Regions from separate parts of the Mus musculus genome. Here region 1 is linked to region 2. Evidence: chromatin contacts called from public promoter capture Hi-C data. All regions are on one chromosome and are shown on one strand. The core of a region is the stretch at or near the end of the contact, and the rest is flanking DNA. Distances in the headings are between cores, read along the strand shown.

Region 1 (2,771 bases), core at 254-2,753, 160 kb after region 2:
TACCCATCCTTACTTCCTGCCACATGAGCCTTCCCTCAGGATGGCTGGTGGCAGTATGCTCAGCAAATGTCAAGGCATTTATTTCCAGGTATGTTTCACTTTTTGGATAAGTATTTATTTTGCACCTCCTCTTAACTGTTCAGGTATAGCAAGAAAAATGAATCCTTGCCTTGCTAGAAGCTCTAACTCTGTTTAGGCAACACGGTCAGATTTCCAGCTTTGGCCTTGGAGGTGTGGGGAGTAGATGAAACATTGGCTCCTTCTGACCTTTCTCCTCTGTCTTCTCTGGGCAGAATATCTCCATGCATAATACAGTTGGTGGGACCATGACGGGACCCGGAGCTCACCAGCTAGGCAGCACTCGGATGCCCAACCATGACAGCAGCGTTGTGATTCAGCAAGCCATGCCTTCTCCCCAGTCCAGCTCGGTCATCACTCAGGCTCCTTCCACCAACCGCCAGATTGGGTAAGAAGACTTCCTCTCTGTCTCTGGAAGAGCTCAGGCAACCTTTTGTATATTCTCCCTGGTTCTAGTGCTTGGATTTGTTGTTTTTCCCGTCTGATATGATGCTGCCAAAAGAGTGATGCTTTGGATGAGAAAAGGCGTCTCCGTTTGCTTGGGGCTATTTTGATCCTAGATGTCGAGGGGGAAAGCTATTCATTATGTGACCTTATTTCTTCAAATAAGATTTGTGAATGGCAGACAAAATTAGTGGTGTCATGCAGACCGCAGAAGACTGCTCAGGAGCAATGGTCGGTGGCAACAGAGAGGAGTTCTGCTAGCCCAGGCACCTCCTGGCAGTGTGACCCCAACCACAAACTCCTTCCTAGGGGGTTTGCAGCTGCTTGGCTGGGACACCTGTGTATTCCACAACTTGCCATTCTTTCTGGTCTTTCTTCCCACCTCTCTTTCTTGTTATTTCTTTCTCGTCAGCCCTTCCTGGCCTTTCCATTGGCCTATACTTGTAAGCAGGGCCCTTCCCTCTCATTTATGAAACAAGGCAATATTAAGACCTTGAGGGAAACTGGTAGAAGTATCTTGACATCTATACATATCATGTCTTGGAAATTGTTCTCGCTTCTTTACATCATATGACTGGTTTGGCCCCTTGCTGCAGAGTGTGGTCTGACCATCAGCAATGCGGGCATTACTCATCAATTTCTTAGAAACGCCGAATTCTTAACCTCCCCACTTCCTTATCTCCAGAATGAGGATGGAGTTTGTTCTTTACATGCCTCTGAAGAGAGGCACTGACTTCTTGTGCGTACATTGATGGGCACTGGCAATTGGCTGCCCCTGAAACCAGAAGGGGAACTTGCTGTGTGCTGTACTCACCTCCAAATGCAGTCTGAATTCTCAGGGGGCTACTAGCTGTGGTGACTTAAAACACAATTTTGAGGCTTCCTTACAATTTTTCCTAGTGCCTTTTCCCTGAGAACAAGAGTGGGCACAGGACAAAGCCTTGGCTCACTCCTTGAGTGCCCTAGAATAGGGAACTGTGTCTCAGACTTCTCGGTTAGGTGACTCAGAGGGACAAAGCACAGGCAGTGAGTGTGGATGTCCGGGTCCTTGCTTTTGCTTTAAAATGCGGGTATCGTCCTAGCCAAGTATCTTTGCTAATGGTTTCTTCTCAAGCAACTTGAAAAGCAAGTATTGCCACTATCTCTAAACCACAATGTCCTTGGAAGGTAATGTGGCTTCATTAAAGATGGTGTCTGCATCCCGGGGGACTCCTTTTTCTCTTGGGCCCTGGCTGCGGGCAGACAATTCACAGCTGGACCAGCTAATTATAATTATTTTATTTTTCTTTCAAGGGGGGAAAAGCATAAAATGTGCTAGAGTTTACTAGCAGTTTTACAGCATTCTTCCCCCCCTGCAGCCCTCGCCTGCCCCTTGTACCCCTGCCCACAACCCTCTCTGAGGCCCTTAGTGTTCCCCATTGTTAACGCAGCACTGGGTTTTATGAAGCAATCCTTTTAAGGCTAGCACTAAATTTTAAGATGGGTGTTGACTCTGTCAATAATTTACCCAGCTGGCCCCAGACTGTACATTTTGGGTGACATTTGTAGGCTGTGTCACTCTGCCGTTCTTTCTGCTTCTTGGGGGCGTTGTGTGTATGTGTTCTAGGAGATAATTGTTACTTCTAGGGCTCTGTCTCTGTCTCGTTGCCCAGCTTGAGGGAGGCTATTTCTTTTCTCCAGATCCTTCCCTGTTGTGCTTACTCTGTTGATTCAAAACCCCCACATCCTGTCACTCCTGGGCTTCTTCTCCTCCACGTGACCCATCCAAAGCTCTGCCCAGATGATCGAGGGGCTCAGCAGGACCCAGCCCTGCCCTTCTCACCAGTGGATTGAGTATGGAACCCTAGGTGGTAACACTTGGGGATGGTTGGCTCTTTTATTTCCCTCAGCAAAGAGGAAATGAGTGCTCATTTTAAAATACGAGTTCCCCTGGGAGATGTCGGCAAATGAGCATTTGAAATTGCAGATAGCTTTTTAAAAATTTCTAGTGTGTGTGTGTGTGTGTGTGTGTGTGTGTGTGTGCGTATGGGCACATGCATGAGCATAGAGAACCATATTGTAGTAATATTCTGATTTTTATCACAACCTCAAATATTTAAGTGTCAAAATCTGGCCAAGCCACCTGCAAATGTTTGTCATGGCGATTGGCCAACAAAAACAGCACACAGCAATGAAAGTCTTCATTCAGGCTAGGTGCTGAAGCTGCATCCAGCCAGAGAGACTGGGACCCACCTGTGCCCACGCATAAC
Region 2 (2,700 bases), core at 189-2,688:
CAGTCTAGTCATGATCCTCTGGCAGACTACACAGTCAGGCTGTGATGCATTGGGATGAGAGGCACTATATAAATGTCAGATGTTACATAAATGTCAGGAGCCATTATTGTTTGTTAATGGGGGCTAAACTGTTCCTAAGCAAAGATCCAACTCCCAGCCAGCAAGCTCTTAGTTGAAGTTCTAACCAGTCAGCCATCAGAAAAGAATTAATATGCCTGATTCTACCAAGGAACCCAGGTGAGATCTGGGGTTAGACATGCGCTAGAGTGGTCCCTGATGATCAGGAGAGCTCCTAGCCTTCTGAGTCTGTCTGCCTCAGCTCAGCTGTGAAATAGAGATAATTACAACACACTCCCCGCTTTTCCTTATTCTGTCAAAGTCATATGAGGAAGAAGAAAATGGTGTGGCTTCAAGTGTTTGGCAAAGTGTGAGCTGTTGTTGGATGACAGTGGTCATTTCGAACAGGCTTTCAATGCTCCCCAAAGGGAGAGAGAGCTTCCAAAAGGAAATCTAGCCCTTGCCAGGGATGAGGAAGGTGAGAGCGGTGGCTTCTGGCCCATGCTGAAAAAGGTCAGTCCTCTTTTCCCTTTGCAGACCTGGCCCTAGATCCTGTATTCTAGCCCTGGCTCGACTGCTTCCCAGCCGGCGAGCTTGGGCCAGTAGCAGAGGCTCTGGAAGCAATGGCCAGGGCCCTTCCGGCGCTGACGCGGAGTCTAAATCCGGCTCATCATTTGGCTCTTGGCTGAGATTCGCCTTTCGCCTTTAGAGAGATTCTCTCACAGGTCAGCACATGCAAGGTGCGAGACCAGGGAAGGCTGTGTGTAGTCCTACTGAGTGTGCACAAGAAGTTATATGCCCTTGAGCGTGATGAGGAGAGGGGCGGCGAAATGGAGATACTAAGAAGCCAGCATGCAGAGAACGCTGCAATGAGGTCATGGCTGTCACAGGCAAAGGATCTGGGTATCTTCGGTGGCTGGGGTAGGGAAGTAGGAAGTGGCCTGCATTTGTAAGTGTAAATGTCTCTTTCTACCTCCTTCAGCATCCTTACCACCTCATGCACACACCCCAAACCTTACTTCTTTCTGACCCTACAGACACTTCTTGCAGAAGAGCTCGTGCCGGTGTCTCCTGCGTGGCTCTGTTTGAAACCTTCAGGATTGTTTCCAAGCTGACTCACACCACTAATGTCGGGGGGCCGTGTTACTCGGCGCTGGGCTGTGCAAGCTGTTGCTTGCGCGATCGCGGACGCCGCCGCAAGCACCCGGGTCCGCTCGAGGGGCGGGATTTGGGCGGGGCGGAGACCGGGCCCGCCCCCTCGGCGTGCGGGCCCCGCCCCTCTCTCCCTCCTTTTCCCCAACGGACCGCAATGATTTAGAAGTTCAGGAATCCCACGTGACGTCACCGGGGGGGTGATGTAATGCACTCTAAATAGAATGTATTGTAATCTTTGCTCAGTCCAACGTGGTCCCTTCACCCGGGCTCGGCTCTTGCCTTCTCCACACTTGTTTGGTAAGTTCCTAAAAATACGGCGCGGCCACTTCTGGGCCTTTTGCATTTAGCCACTTTCGCTGCACTTGCCGCGCGAGCCGACTCCGGAGCGTCCTTGTTTGCAGGGGTTGGTTCATCGCTGCAGCCGCGAGGTTACTTAGTCCAATGGGCAGGTCACAGGGCAAGGAGTAGAAAGGATGCGATGCATTTTTTCCCCCTTGATTTGTGTTTGTAAACACTTTGGCGGATCAGAAGGAAGTCCGGCCCCAATTGCTGGTGGACTGTGGAGTTGTGCTGTGTCCTGTAGTCACCCAGAGACCCCACGCCGTGTCCGTCCCGGAGCGCTTCTTGGTGATTGCTGCGCCGTGCGACTGGAGGGATGCTGAGTGGAGCCAGCGCCGTGTCCGACCCAGTGTGCGTGCGTGTATGGGAGCGCGCGTGAGTTTCCCTGACACGGGGAACAGTTATGAATCGGGGGTGTATGTTTGCCTCCAGAGCCCCGGCATGGTGTGGAACCCTTCTGAAGTGTGGTCAAGCGGCGGTGGTGGTGGCGGCGGCGGAGGCGGCAGTGGTAGCAGCAGCAGCAACAGACCAGGAACCTGGAGCCTCCTCGCATCCCGTTTCTCAGTGATGCAGCGGAACCCCGGGAGAAAGTTAGCAAACTTCCAACCGTTGCGGCAAAGTCGCCTGGTCACCTAGGGGCAGCCGAGCGAGTTCGCAGGGGGTTCTCCCTCTCCCGGGTGCCCAGCGGCCGCTGCCAGTTCTCGCGACCGGCCGCCGGCTGCAGCGGGAGGGTCGGTTGCCTTGGAGGGGGACTTGACTTTCGCTCCAGGCGCTCCAGCTCGAGAGTGCTCCGCAGCCCTCGCCTTCACTCCTGCAGCCGCCTCCCGCCTCCGTCCCCTTTGCGCTGGCACTCTTACTTCTTCCGGGCTGCTGCCCCAAATGACAGCTGGGGCCCGAGCCGCACTGCACCCAGGCGGTTCTCAGGACCGGGCGACAGAGTCTGCCTTTGAGCCAGATTCTTTATCGAACCGCTTAAACTTTTCACAAAGTTCTTAAAGGGTTGAGACAAGCAGACACCGCCCCCACTAAGCCACTTTAGAGGGACTATAGCCCGCTTTAATTTTTCATTTATTTTCTAGTCATAGATTTATTTCCAGGGAGTGTCTAGTAGAAAAAGCTCCAGCTTTCCCTGGACGAGTGCCGCCCCCA

The links. Promoter capture Hi-C pulls out the DNA fragments that hold promoters and counts their contacts.
Region 1: a contact with region 2 is called in a promoter capture Hi-C map of macrophages, with 7 read pairs. The contact joins the enhancer-like site here to the promoter of Creb5 in region 2. A contact is called at or near these places in 3 of 39 promoter capture datasets (cranial neural crest, hematopoietic stem and progenitor cells and macrophages), 1 of 15 datasets of contacts at CTCF or cohesin (pro-B cells), 13 of 484 Hi-C or Micro-C datasets (the BV-2 cell line, ECoMG-derived neutrophils, bone marrow-derived macrophages and 9 more), 7 of 115 datasets of contacts at active chromatin or transcription factors (bone marrow-derived dendritic cells, bone marrow-derived macrophages, craniofacial prominence and 3 more) and 4 of 9 other capture datasets (adipose tissue, bone marrow-derived macrophages, macrophages and 1 more).

What each region holds. Positions count from the first base shown.
Region 1 is chr6:53,447,253-53,450,023 of GRCm38.p6, forward strand. Creb5 (cAMP responsive element binding protein 5) reads left to right here. Exons shown (of 11, transcript NM_001327821.1): 5 at 294-466. Among named protein-coding and RNA genes, the nearest start is that of Gm38815, 23 kb to the right of the region's middle. Within about 2 kb of position 1,504, at least 77 of the 459 cell types and tissues checked have an H3K27ac peak or open chromatin away from gene starts, as enhancers often do. A contact at or near this core is called in the BV-2 cell line, ECoMG-derived neutrophils, bone marrow-derived dendritic cells and 6 more, where this site is marked.
Region 2 is chr6:53,285,865-53,288,564 of GRCm38.p6, forward strand. It overlaps Creb5 (cAMP responsive element binding protein 5), which reads left to right and starts at 1,439. Exons shown (of 11, transcript NM_001327821.1): 1 at 1,439-1,509.